2 separate regions of the Mus musculus genome follow, and region 1 is linked to region 2. Evidence: chromatin contacts called from public promoter capture Hi-C data. All regions are on one chromosome and are shown on one strand. Each heading gives the region's core, a stretch centred on a gene start, on an enhancer-like site or on the middle of the called end of the contact. The rest is flanking DNA. Distances are from core to core; before and after follow the strand shown.

Region 1 (5,955 bases), core at 1,383-3,882, 2.1 Mb before region 2:
GAGTAGCTCATGTGTATGACACGGAGAAGAATGTATGAGTTACCAAGAGGCACTTTACAGTCTGTGATCTAGAGTTAGGAAAACTAGGTTCTGTGTTACAGTCTCTGTATCTCCCCCTGTGCCTCTATCCTCAGGGCAGTAGAGAGGTTCCAGAGCCTGCGACACTGTGCAAGAATGTGACTACAAGGCTCTAGGTAGAATAGGCTAGCAAAAGGCAATGAAATCTATCAAGACGAGGAAGGTTTGAGTTAAGGCATTAGCAGTGATAGAGAAGGTGGCAAAACATGCTCAGCCTGGTCTACACAGGCCAGCCACGGAAATGGCAAGAACCTGTCTTAAAAGACAAAAGAAAGGCATTACAACGACAAATCCAACCCAACCCAAACCAAGCCACACAAAAACGCCACAAAAAAAAAAAAAAAAAAAAAAAAAAAAAAAAAAACTCCAAAAAGACATAGGCCATAGAAACCTAAGTGTCAGCTGGTAATGACATGTGTGGGGGTGGACGAGAGAAACAGCTTGGCTTGTGTATTTGCCCTTTAGTGAGGAAGGAGGGGAGAGGTGTATTGGAGGAGGAAAGAGGGGGCTAGGAAGAAACATTTCCTCCTTAAGAAAGATTCAAAGGTTAGAAACAAAAGACCTCTAGCACGACTCCTTCAAGTCTCTCTAAGAGCGTTCCTTGTTGGCTCTTCTCAACCCCCATTGCATGACTGCTAATTTAGGTCACCTTTCCATACTCCTTTGCTTCTGACTGGTTTTCCTTTCTCCAGAATGATACTGGTCCTCCCCACTGGACCCCAGTCTGGATGACATCTAGTGAGTTTTCAGGGCCCATCTCAGGGCAGCCCCACTGCTCTCAAACTCACTGGTCTTTTCTTCCACATCTCTGCCCCTTGCTCTGCAACCTTCTTCCCTAGTACTCCTCCCAGAAAAGTGAGTGACCTTCCAAAAGTGAATAATCCTCACCAAAATAGTGGAGTCTTTCAAAGACATTTAAGATTTGCCTAATGCTACAATGGGTAGGGTTAAGTACATGTACATATGTACAAGTCTGTTCGTATACACTAACACACATATATGCACGCATGTAATGACCATGTATCTACACAACTGTATACAAAAGCATGCACACGTGTAACATATATGTATGTTACATATGTATATGACATAATCCAACACAAGGAAAAAAAGGAAGAAAGTTGAATATAGACTAGACTGCATGCCTAGAAAACAAGACAACGCCTTGTAAACTCAATTTCCGGAGCTCCTTTTTATCCATCTCTCTGCCACAACCCATTCGCTTCAAAGCAGACTTTTCCATTCATGCCGCGTGAACAAACTGGACTTCGTAGATTCCCCACGCCTGAAGCCTCAGTTTCCCAGTGAGCTGACGGAGGACGGTTCCCTGCCCCCTCGCCTGTCAACTTCGGAGCTTTAAGACTAGGTTCCTATAGCCACGGCTTCCTTGCCAATCTCCCTGGGCGGGCTCGCGCCACGTTTTTCCCCAGGGTCTTGTCTTTCTGGCCGCTACCGCCCTCGGGACGGGACTCCCGGGCTCCGAGCCTCCCTGGCTGTCCAGCCATATTGGCAGCTGTCAGAGCTCTGTGGCTGTGGCCGGAGGCTGGAGGCCGAATTCCGATCCCGCAAGAGGCCGTGACCGCCCAGCCCGAAGCTCGCCGCTCCCCGGTCACCCACAGGGGCCGCTCACCCTCCATCATCTCCTGCGACTGTTGCTGCCCCGCGCCGCGCTCTGCCGCCATATTGGCTGCTCTTTCCCTTTCCGGAATCTGTCGCCTTAGGCCATGGGCCAATCAGGATTCCAGGTCCAATAGGCCAGCCAATGGAACAAAGTATAGAAGCGCGAGCTGACAATGCTTGCGCGGGCGCAGTGTTTCATGGGGATTGTAGTTCCCACAGGCTCCGGCTCCACCTGGGTTAGGGGTTTGATGAATGAGTAGAGTCTAGGCGAGCACGAAGAAAGCAGACATCCCGGAAAGTCTTTAGGCAGCATGGGAGACACTTCAAGCTTGCGGATTCGCTCAAGTCACTATGCCAACTTCGGAGGCGTAGAGGTACTGCGGACAGGAGAGTTCTACAGGCCACAGGTGAAGCCGACTAGACTTGCACCCCCGACTTCGGGAGCCTCACTTCACGGTGAGCCGGTAGGCGAGGGAAACCAGTTTATTCTGCGCCTGCGTGCTGATACACTGGTGCCACAGGCCACCTTTAGGGGATGCTTGGAGAAGGCGGGAGGGGCCGCGGTCCGGTCCTGGGGCTCACGTTTGCGGCCTCCAGCCCACGGCGAGCCACTGTGTCGTCCGCTTCTCACTGTCCTCGCCTTGGAAAGGTGGCCGTCGTAAGAAGGGCTGCACGTCGCTCACCGTCCTCGGTTCTCCCGTAAGAGTAAACTGCAGTCACTTGGAGTGGGGCGTGGAGGGGGGGGAAAGGCGCGAAGAAATCGGGTCTTTTGGCTCCTCCGAGGCTCTGTAGTGGGTGTCCGGTGCGTCCCTAGCAACTGTTTGCGCGCGCTCAGCTGCTTGCTTTCACTGAGGTCCGCCCATCAGGGTGTCTGGTTGGTTCTTGGTCCCTTGTTATGCTGCCTAAGTCGTTCTGCGATTGGTCGGTGGGCCAGAAGCGCGCGGATCTTCACGTTGTGAATCCGACTGAGACTTGCGCCAGCCTGGGGTGAGACACCAGCCTTCGAAAAACCTCCGGGTGGCGGCGAGTGTTAGTTACGCATTGTCGTGGAGTGGCTCTGGCCCTTTCCTCGCGCGCCCGCACTCCCTCCGCCCAGCCCCGGCCCCAGAGTGGTGGCGGGTTCTGGCCGTTTGACCCGCGCTCAAGAGCCGCCAGCGCCCGAAAGCCTCTGATTGAACTGGAAGCTTTGCTTTAAGGTTAGACTAGCGGGCCAGTGAGCTCTGGGGAGTCACTTATCTTCACCCCCTAATTTCGGGATTACAGTTATGTGTAGCCACGTCTGGCTTTTTATGTGGTTAAAGATTTAAACGCAAGTCCTCATGCTTGCATAGAAAAAAACTTTTAACAAAGGGAGCCGCCCAGTTCCTGTAATTACTTTTAAGATAAAAATTTGTAGCATTAACAATTTAGTTTGAAGAATGGTATTTTTTATATAAATTAAGATCTCATATCAATATATTCTGAGGTCATACAAGGTCTAAAAAAACAGTAAGGTTTTGTGACTTTGGCAGTGTATTTAGAAGCCATAATTACATGTCCTAACTTTGTCAATAGGTTGGTTTTAAAAGTAGAAAAACCACGGTATGATCGTATCATTGTTTGCTGTAACAGTAATTAGTGCATTTAGATACCTAGAGAAGATGCCTGTACATCTTTCACATTAAAACACTCTACTTGAAAACTGCTATCTAACACCTACTCATCTTTATTTTGTTTGAGTCTGGTGGTGTCACATATAGCCTTGAACACTGTCGCTACTCATCTCTTATTTCATAATGAGTTGTTGCTTTTTAGGATCACATACTGAGTGCATGTGCCTGTGTATGTAATATGCAGAATAGTGAAGGCAAATAGTCATACTTTATCAGTCAGTGGTGGAAGGTTTGCCCAATAGGTGACTAGCTCTGGGTTTAATACCCACCTTCACACAAAAATACCAATTGTCAGGCTGATGGTGTCTTCCTCTCTTCCCAGCACTTCCAACGACTCTGGAGACCTTGCCTCAAAAACAAAACAAAACAAAAAACAAAACAAACCCCAAAAGGAAACAAAGCCCTACAGTTTGGGCCCAGCATTATGGCTCAGTGGGTAAAGGCACTTGCTGCCAAGGTCTGACAATTTTGGACCCACATGGGTAGAAAGAGAGAAGTGACTCCTGAAAGTTGTTTTCTGTCATCCATGGTTGTGCTTTCTCTCTTTCTCTTTCTCTCTCTCTCTCACACACACACTCCCACAATGTAATAAAAATGCATGAAAAAGTCATGCATTATAATGAAAATAAAATGAGGTTGTAAGATGGCTCAGCAGTTAAAAGCTGTTGCAGTTTTATAGAAGACCTGGGTTCTGTTCCTAGCACCTACATGGTGGTGTCTGTAACTTCCGTTTCAGGGCATCTGGTGGCCTCTTCTGAGTTCTTCAGGCTCCTGCATGCACACAGTGCCCATACATACACAGGCACATGCATGTGCTTACACACACACATACACATATTAAAACAAACACATTTAAACCCATTAACTAACTTAGGAAGTAAGAGACTGTGTCATTTTGCCTCTTAAGTTTAGTGCTCTACCAGACTCCAGGGAATTGTCTGCCTGAAGTATGGGTCTTCAGTCTTGTTGGACTCTTATCCTGTATATTGTATTTTTTAAGCAGTGTATTTAGATTTTATATATATATATATTAATTTAATATATATATATATATATATATATATATATATATATATATATATAAAAGGAATCTTGCTGCAGATAACCTTTTGTATTTTGAAGGTTTTTACTCTATACTGCTAGGATTGGTTCTTGTACACAATTCCTTTGTTCTTACTGATGATTGTATCAGAGCTTTCTTCTTGATGAGTATTTAAATTGTTTTTTCTTTTGGACTGTTTTCCCTCTTTCCTTCCTTCTCTCTTCTTCTTGCCTCCCTGGCTTTCTACCTGTCTAGTTTCCTAGCCTTTACTGTTTTGAACCGTGCTGGCCTGGAATGATCCTTGTGCATCTTAGTATTTATGTGTGTGGATTTCTGTAGACTGGTCCCTGCAGTGTAGCCTCTCTGGAAGGTGGCTTTTCTTTTCAGTTGGTTTGAAGAGAGTGTATTTAATAACTTTGAACCTGTATTTCACGTTCTTTGCTTCTGAGATTACTAGAACATAATGGTTTTATAGAGTTGGGGTCACAGTGGCTCTTCTAGAGTCCCTGACTGTTTTGGGGTTGTAGGATAGCTCACCTCTGATTTAAGTTCATGTCGCTTTTACCTTTTGGAAGTTCTCCTCCTTCACATGTCTCGGAGCTATACAGAATGACATTCCTGGTGAGCACTGGTTGTTACAAAGCACATGGATTGCCCAGACCGTGGTCCTAGCTGTGGCTTTTTCTTATTTGCAGGACCAAAATACACTTACTTATATTTGAATTTTGTGGTTATTCTGTGCGTCTACGGTTTGTGTGAGTGTGTCTGTCTGTATGTCTGTGTGTACACTGTTGTAAGTAGGTGCACAAAGGGATGTCAGAGAAAACTTTCTGGAGTTGGCTTCCCTTTCTATCTTTACATAGTTTCCGGGGGATTAAGCTTAGGTTATCAGGCTTCCATGGCAAGCACATCTACCTGCTGAACCATCTTGCTGGCCCTGGCAGTTTCTTTTCATTTCTGTTTTTAAATTCACCCAGAAATAATCTTTGTATATAGGAGAACATAGGATGCAATTTCCTCCAAATTATTTAGCTATTTAAAACTACAGATCATAGATAATAAGCATTTAGTCTTGCTTTGAATCTGCTCATCCCCCCCCCTTTCTTCCCCCCGAGACAGGGTTTCTCTGTGTAACCTTGGCTGTCCTGGAACTCACTCTGTAGACTAGGCTGGCCTCAAACTCAGAAATCTGCCTGCCTCTTCCTACCAAGTGCTGGGATTAAAGGTGTGAGCCACCACTGCCCGGCTAACTTGGCTCTTGAAATTCTGCAGGAGTGCTGCGGGGTGTGAGTTACTGTTATCTTCATGTACAAGACATTGAAGGCCATGTTATTCAGTCAGTGCTGGGGGACCTTATGGATTTCCCATGTATGTCAGGTTTATATTTCTTGGTCTGCTTCTGAAATTGTCTGTGTCCTGTTGCCCATTTATTTACTTTGTGTAGCTTCATGGCATGTTATAATATCAGCATTTTGTTCTTTCTGTGTAAGGGGCCCTGTCCTGCTGTATTCAGGAGCTATTGACTATGGCCTATGAGTATCTATCAGGCACTTCACTGGGATC
Region 2 (5,806 bases), core at 187-2,686:
TACTCAAACTATCAAAAGGGTAGAAGCTGCCTCAGAATTCTCGTTCCCTCCTCAACACGTCCCACCTCTGGAAAACCCCACTTTGACCCAAACTTCCCTTTGCTCGAAAATCACACTGTGACTAAGGCAGTATTTTGGGAACCGATCAGCTATTCTGAACAGCATGCTCAGTTTCCAACTCCACAAGTTGTATTTGGCCCAGTTAGTTCCTCCTCTGGGTGGGACCAACTTTTAGGGCATCCAAAGAGGACTGCAACTTGTTATTTACCAGTCTCATCAAGTCATGTTTATTCAGCATTCCTATGTGCTGTGCTGAAATCAGGCTGGTGTGACCTATGCAGGGCCAGTTGGCTCACAGTGAGGCTAACTCCTCACTGACAGCTCCAATCTAAGCCATTTAAGAGAACTAGGGGCCACTAGGGCCGTTTAACCTTCCAAGCTGAAAGAAACAGATCGGGACTTAAACCGTACAGCATGAGTGTCCAAGGGTATCTAACCTGCCAGGCTTACTGACTGACCACTTCTGGAGCTCATCTTTGATTTTGGGTACTGAATATCAAGTTAATTTTGTCCAGGTACTCCTGTTAATTCTGTTCCTGAAGCTCCCCACAATCACTATCCTTAATTTCCTATGACTCTGCCTACTGCCCAGCTCCCCACATTCGGCCCAAACAGCTAGGAAGCCTCGGCACCAGGCCCAGCCACCTCACTGTTTTTCAACACCACCCTGCTCATTTCTGGAACCTTCGGTTCAATCTGATAACCAGGTCTTGGGATGCCCTCTTTCCCTTCACCGCCAAGCCCGACTAGGTTCTTAAGGAGAGCAGATTTTTACCCACAGGCCAAGAGCCCCTCCGGGAAGCCTTCCCCAGCAACTCCAACCCACCGGCAGCGCCGAGGAGTGGGTCCAATGCCCACCGGAGACGGAGGAAACTGAGCCGGCCGAGGAGAAGGCCACACCCCGGGTGACACGCCGCGGAACCGGGTCAGGGACCGAACCGGGCCAGGCGGGCCGGCCGCCCCTCCTCCCCGCCGTCGCCGTGGCGGGCCGCGTCCACCTCCCGCTTCCCTTCAGGGGCAGCGGCCTCCCCGCCGCGGCCTCGGCCTCGGCCTCCCGGACGGCCCGAGCTCCGCACCGTGACCTTGCGGGCGGCGGCACGGGGTCCGCCTCGGCCCGGCCCTCTAGAGCCGCCGGGGCTCGCTGCCCGCCCAGCGCTTCCCGTCAGCCGCCGACCTCGCGGTCCGGCCTGGCGCTCGGCGACAGGAGCCTCGGCCTCAGTCCAGCCCGCGCGACCAGCTTACCTGAGCACCGCGAGTCAGGCGAGGCGAGCCGGCACCCAAAACCATGCCCGGCGGAGCAGCGGCACTGAGTCGCGCTGGCCTTCACAGCCGCACCGGCTCCCGGCGGCGAGACCGGAAGTGGCGGGGCGGGGACTGCGCCGTGACCGCAGTGGGCACTTTAAAAAAAAAATTCAAAGCTACAAAAGAACTTTATTGGCAGCTCCACTCGTGGACAGTCACAGGACATACACAGGTCAACTAGTCGGCCCTCGTTCATTGGTGAAGAGCACGGCCTGAGGGTGGGCCATGTGTCAAGACCTTTGCTGATTGGTCACCGAAGCGCAAGCATCCCCGACCGCCTAGCGGCCTTCCGGTTTGTTTCCATTCATTTAGCGGCTTGCTTCCCTAGGAATATCGTACTAGTGCAGTGCCTGCTGGTGGAGCTAAGTTCCTGTGCCCGGCACCATTCCTGAACGCAAAGAATCCGACCGGTTTGCAGCTGCGTTAAGGCCATGGGATAGTTAGAGGTGGCTGCTGGGTGTGAGGACACTCTTCCTGCTCCTTATTTTTTTAATTTCTCATATTCCTATATGCACTTTTAAAAATCTACTTCAGGCCGGGAGTTCCGGCGCATACCTCAGTCCCGGCGCTCAGAGACAAGAGGAAGGCCTGGTCTACATAGTGAATTCCAGGACAGCCAGAGATATGTAGAGAGACCCTACCTCCTGAGGCCTTGGGGTTCCATGTGCAGCATCCTACTTGCAGCTCGTGTGGTATGCATTCTCAGTCCCTGTGGGACTGGAGATAGCCTACTTTGGGAGAGAATTCGGCAAGACTCCTAGAGAGGTAGGGCCTTGGAAAGAGGATATTTTCTGTGGAAAAGAACAAGGAGCGTCAGGTTTCCAGTGATTTTCTTAGCAATTCTGGGGAATGAATCTCAGGAGGTCTCACATGCAAAGCACTACCTTTGAGCTACCCGCCCCCTCCCCCCGCCTCCCCCCCCCCCCCGTCTCCCCCCTCCCCCCACACCCTAGACCCTAAGATTTCTTTTGAAATGAGGCACTTGGGTTCAGGGAGTAAAGCGTTTGTCAGCATGAGGACCTGTTTCCAAACTCGGGAAGATGTGAGGCAGAGGAGTCCTCAGATTAGGACCAAGTACCCTGACTTCCATTGAGGGGAAGAGATCCCCCGCAGAGCTGGGTTGCACATAGGAGTTGGAGGCCAGCCTAGATAACATAGAGTTCCAAACAAGCCAAGGTTACTCAATGAGATCCTGTAAACACAAACAAACAAAAAAGTGGAAGAAAGTTATCCTTTGACCACCCCATGTGGCACATGGCTACACACGCTCAAGCTTCCATCAGATACACACTCCTGCACAGATAGAAAGGGTAAAAGGCAGCCAGGCCTAGTGGTACACGGCTTTAATTCTAGCATTTGGGGAAGCAGAGGCAGACCTGCCAGACTGGTCTACATAGTGAATTCCTGGGCAACCTGAGCTACATAGTGAGATCCTGTCTCAATAAACAAACAAATAAGGCTTTTGATCTAAGGGAGGTTGCAAACACAGAAGAGATGGTACTGGTATTAATCAGCGTCCTCTAGAGTCACAGAGCTTATGGAATGTCTCTCTATATTAAGGGATTTTCATTGTGATCCAGATCAGAAACTTGTGTCTTCCAGCCTTAACATCTGGATCACGGGTGTGTCCTCCAATTTTGATTGTAGTTCATTCCAGATATAGTCAAGTTGATAACCAGGAATAGCCATTATAGTACTCAAGTGAACTCTTTATGACAAGCTGCCTCATTCTTTCAGGAAAACACCTTTGCTCAGCTAACGCTTGTCTTGTTTTCCTAAGCTTAAACAGCACTTTCTTACGGCTCCTCACCCCGGCACCCCCTCTTGCTCTCCCCGCTCTTCTTTGGACCCATGGCAGGTGTTCAGAACCAGTGTTATTGGGCAAGTACTGCATGAGTTTGTGCAAAGTTCTGGTGAGAAAAGATAAGGGCTTGAAGAGGCAGATACAGCTGGAACAGCTGAACCAATACGCCTGACTCTCAACATTGCAAAGAGATGAGTCACTTCTAGGTCCATTTCATAAGGGAGCCTCATGTGTTCACCTAAGACTTACCAAGAGCCTACTGGTTTATATAGTCCTCACAACAGCCCTAGTTAACAGTTTTCTGTTAGCTCCAGCTTTCAGGAAGCACAGAAGTATTTTGCCCAGCATGACTGAACTTGAATGTGAATCCAGCCCATCTGTCTCTGGCATTCAGTCCCAGAGACAGGCTACTAATGAACAGCAAGGAAAGAGACAAATGACTCTTAGAGACAGATTGAATGGATCTCTGTGGGTTCAAGGGCAGTCTGGTCTACAGAGTGAGTTCCAGGACATCAAGGGGGGTACACAGAGAAACCCTGTCTCAAAACAAAACAAGCAAAGAAACAAACAAAACAAATAAGAAACCAAAAAAGCAAGCAAACAAACAAAAAAACCCAAAGCAACAATGTCAACAACCCCATCAGCAGCAGCATAACAGCCATGCCACCTTTCACAGTTTAGCTCTCTCACTCTCTCACACAGTTTAGTGAAGGACTTCTGTTTCTTAGGGGTGGGGAGTGACTAGCAGACTGCTTTAAAAGCATGCTTGTCAAGCTGGGCGTGGTGGCATATGCCTTTAATCCCACTTGGGATTAAAGCACTTGGGAGGCAGAGGCAGGTGGATTTCTGAGTTCAAGGCCAGCCTGGTCTACAAAGTGAGTTCCAGGACAGCCAGGGCTATACAGAGAAACCCTGTCTCGAAAAACCAAAAAAAAAAAAAAAAAAAAAAAAAAAAAAAAGCATGCTCGTCATATACTCTGGATCCTTGGGATATGTTGGTTTACTGGAGAAATGGGCTTTGCAAATTTGAATAAATTGAGGCCCCTGAATTGGGTTTGTCTTGAATTTTTCAAGTGAGTCTACTGTAACTTCAAAGGTCCTCATGTGACAGAGGCTGTCAGTCAGGGCAGCAGGGGGAGATGTGAAGATGTAAGCATAGTTGTTGCGGTAATTCTCCAGCCCAAATAACACCCGGCAATGAAAACATGACTCAATTAATATGAATACATGCTGTGTGCCTAGATTGAGCAGATCTAGCGCTACACTACCATCTTCCACACCTACGAGACCCCTTAGAACTTGCGGTTTCTCCAGGCTTCCGCTTCACTTTTCTTCTTCTTCTTCTTCTTCCTCCTCCTCCTCTTCATCCTTTCCCTCTCTCCCAACCTTCTGCTCCACCTTCCCTTTATCTGCCCAATCGTCAGCTCTCCCTTATTTTACAAATTAAGGGAGGAAGCAGGTTTACATGAAATCACTTGGTTACTGATCCTTGTTCACAACCCCTCCCAGGAGAACAGAATTAACATCAAATATAATCAGCCCCAGGGCTATCTGCAACACAGAGTTGAGCAATTTAAGGGGCATAAGAAGGACACATGCTCCACTAGGTTCATAGCAGCCTTATTTATAATAGCCAGAAGCTAGAAAGAACCCAGATGCCCCTCAACAGAGGAATAGATACAGAAAATAAAATAAAATTAAATTAAAAAAAGAAAAAAATATATACATTTACTTCTCAGTGTTATGCTTTTAGCCTACACCCTGTCTTAGTCAGGGTTTCTATTCCTGCACAAACATCATGACCAAGAAGCAAGCTGGGGAGGAAAGGGTTTATTCGGCTTACACTTCCATACTGCTGTTCATCACCAAGGAAGTCAGAACTGGAACTCAAGCAGGTCAGGAAGCAGGAGCTGATGCAGAGGCCATGGAGGGATGTTCTTTACTGGCTTGCCTCCCCTGGCTTGCTCAGCCTGCTCTCTTATAGAACCCAAGACTACCAGCCCAGAGATGGTCCCACCCACAAGGGGCCTTTCCCCCTTGATCACTAATTGAGAAAATGCCTTACAGTTGGATCTCATGAAGGCATTTCCTCAACTGAAGCTCCTTTTTCTCTGTGATAGGTAGCTTCTAGAAGCTAAATCAGAAGGAACTTGGCTCTCGGATGCTGTGGCCTGAGTTGTGTGTTCTCCAAACACTGAAGTTCCAACTCCATATCCTCATAATAACGGGACTTTGTGTGGGATTTCCTTTGAACACAGGGCCTTTGGGGTTGAGATGGGAGGTAAATACTTCCATGAACAAAATAGGAACATGAATTCTCATCCCTGGTTCTGAGTATTTGAAACTCTCCCAGATGTATCTACATAGTCTACATCTCTATGTAACCTCTAGGGGTCTTCCACTGTCACTGGGGATGGAGGGACTGAGGAGAAGGGACAACTCAGATACAGCAATCCCTCCCTAACTAAAGCTGCACAAGCAGGACTGACATTAGGGTGCAGCTCAGGTGGCATCCATGAAGAGGAGCAGCCACCACTCAGACCAATGTGCTGGCATCAGGAGACTCAGCACAACCACCTAGAAAGTTGCTATCAGCTTCCTGATGCTGTGAGCCAAATGGTAGAAGGAGAGAACTGACCA

The links. Promoter capture Hi-C pulls out the DNA fragments that hold promoters and counts their contacts.
Region 1: a promoter capture Hi-C map of pre-B cells shows a contact between it and region 2, with 4 times the contacts expected there. The contact joins the promoter of Pask here to the promoter of Ube2f in region 2. A contact is called at or near these places in 3 of 39 promoter capture datasets (liver, neutrophils and pre-B cells) and 1 of 9 other capture datasets (liver).

The regions. Positions count from the first base shown.
Region 1 is chr1:93,339,465-93,345,419 of GRCm38.p6, reverse strand. Pask (PAS domain containing serine/threonine kinase) reads left to right here and starts at 2,632. Exons shown (of 18, transcript NM_080850.2): 1 at 2,632-2,894. It overlaps Ppp1r7 (protein phosphatase 1, regulatory subunit 7), which reads right to left and starts at 1,792. Exons shown (of 10, transcript NM_023200.3): 1 at 1,709-1,792. The coding sequence starts at 1,760.
Region 2 is chr1:91,245,934-91,251,739 of GRCm38.p6, reverse strand. Ube2f (ubiquitin-conjugating enzyme E2F (putative)) reads right to left here and starts at 1,436. Exons shown (of 10, transcript NM_026454.4): 1 at 1,303-1,436.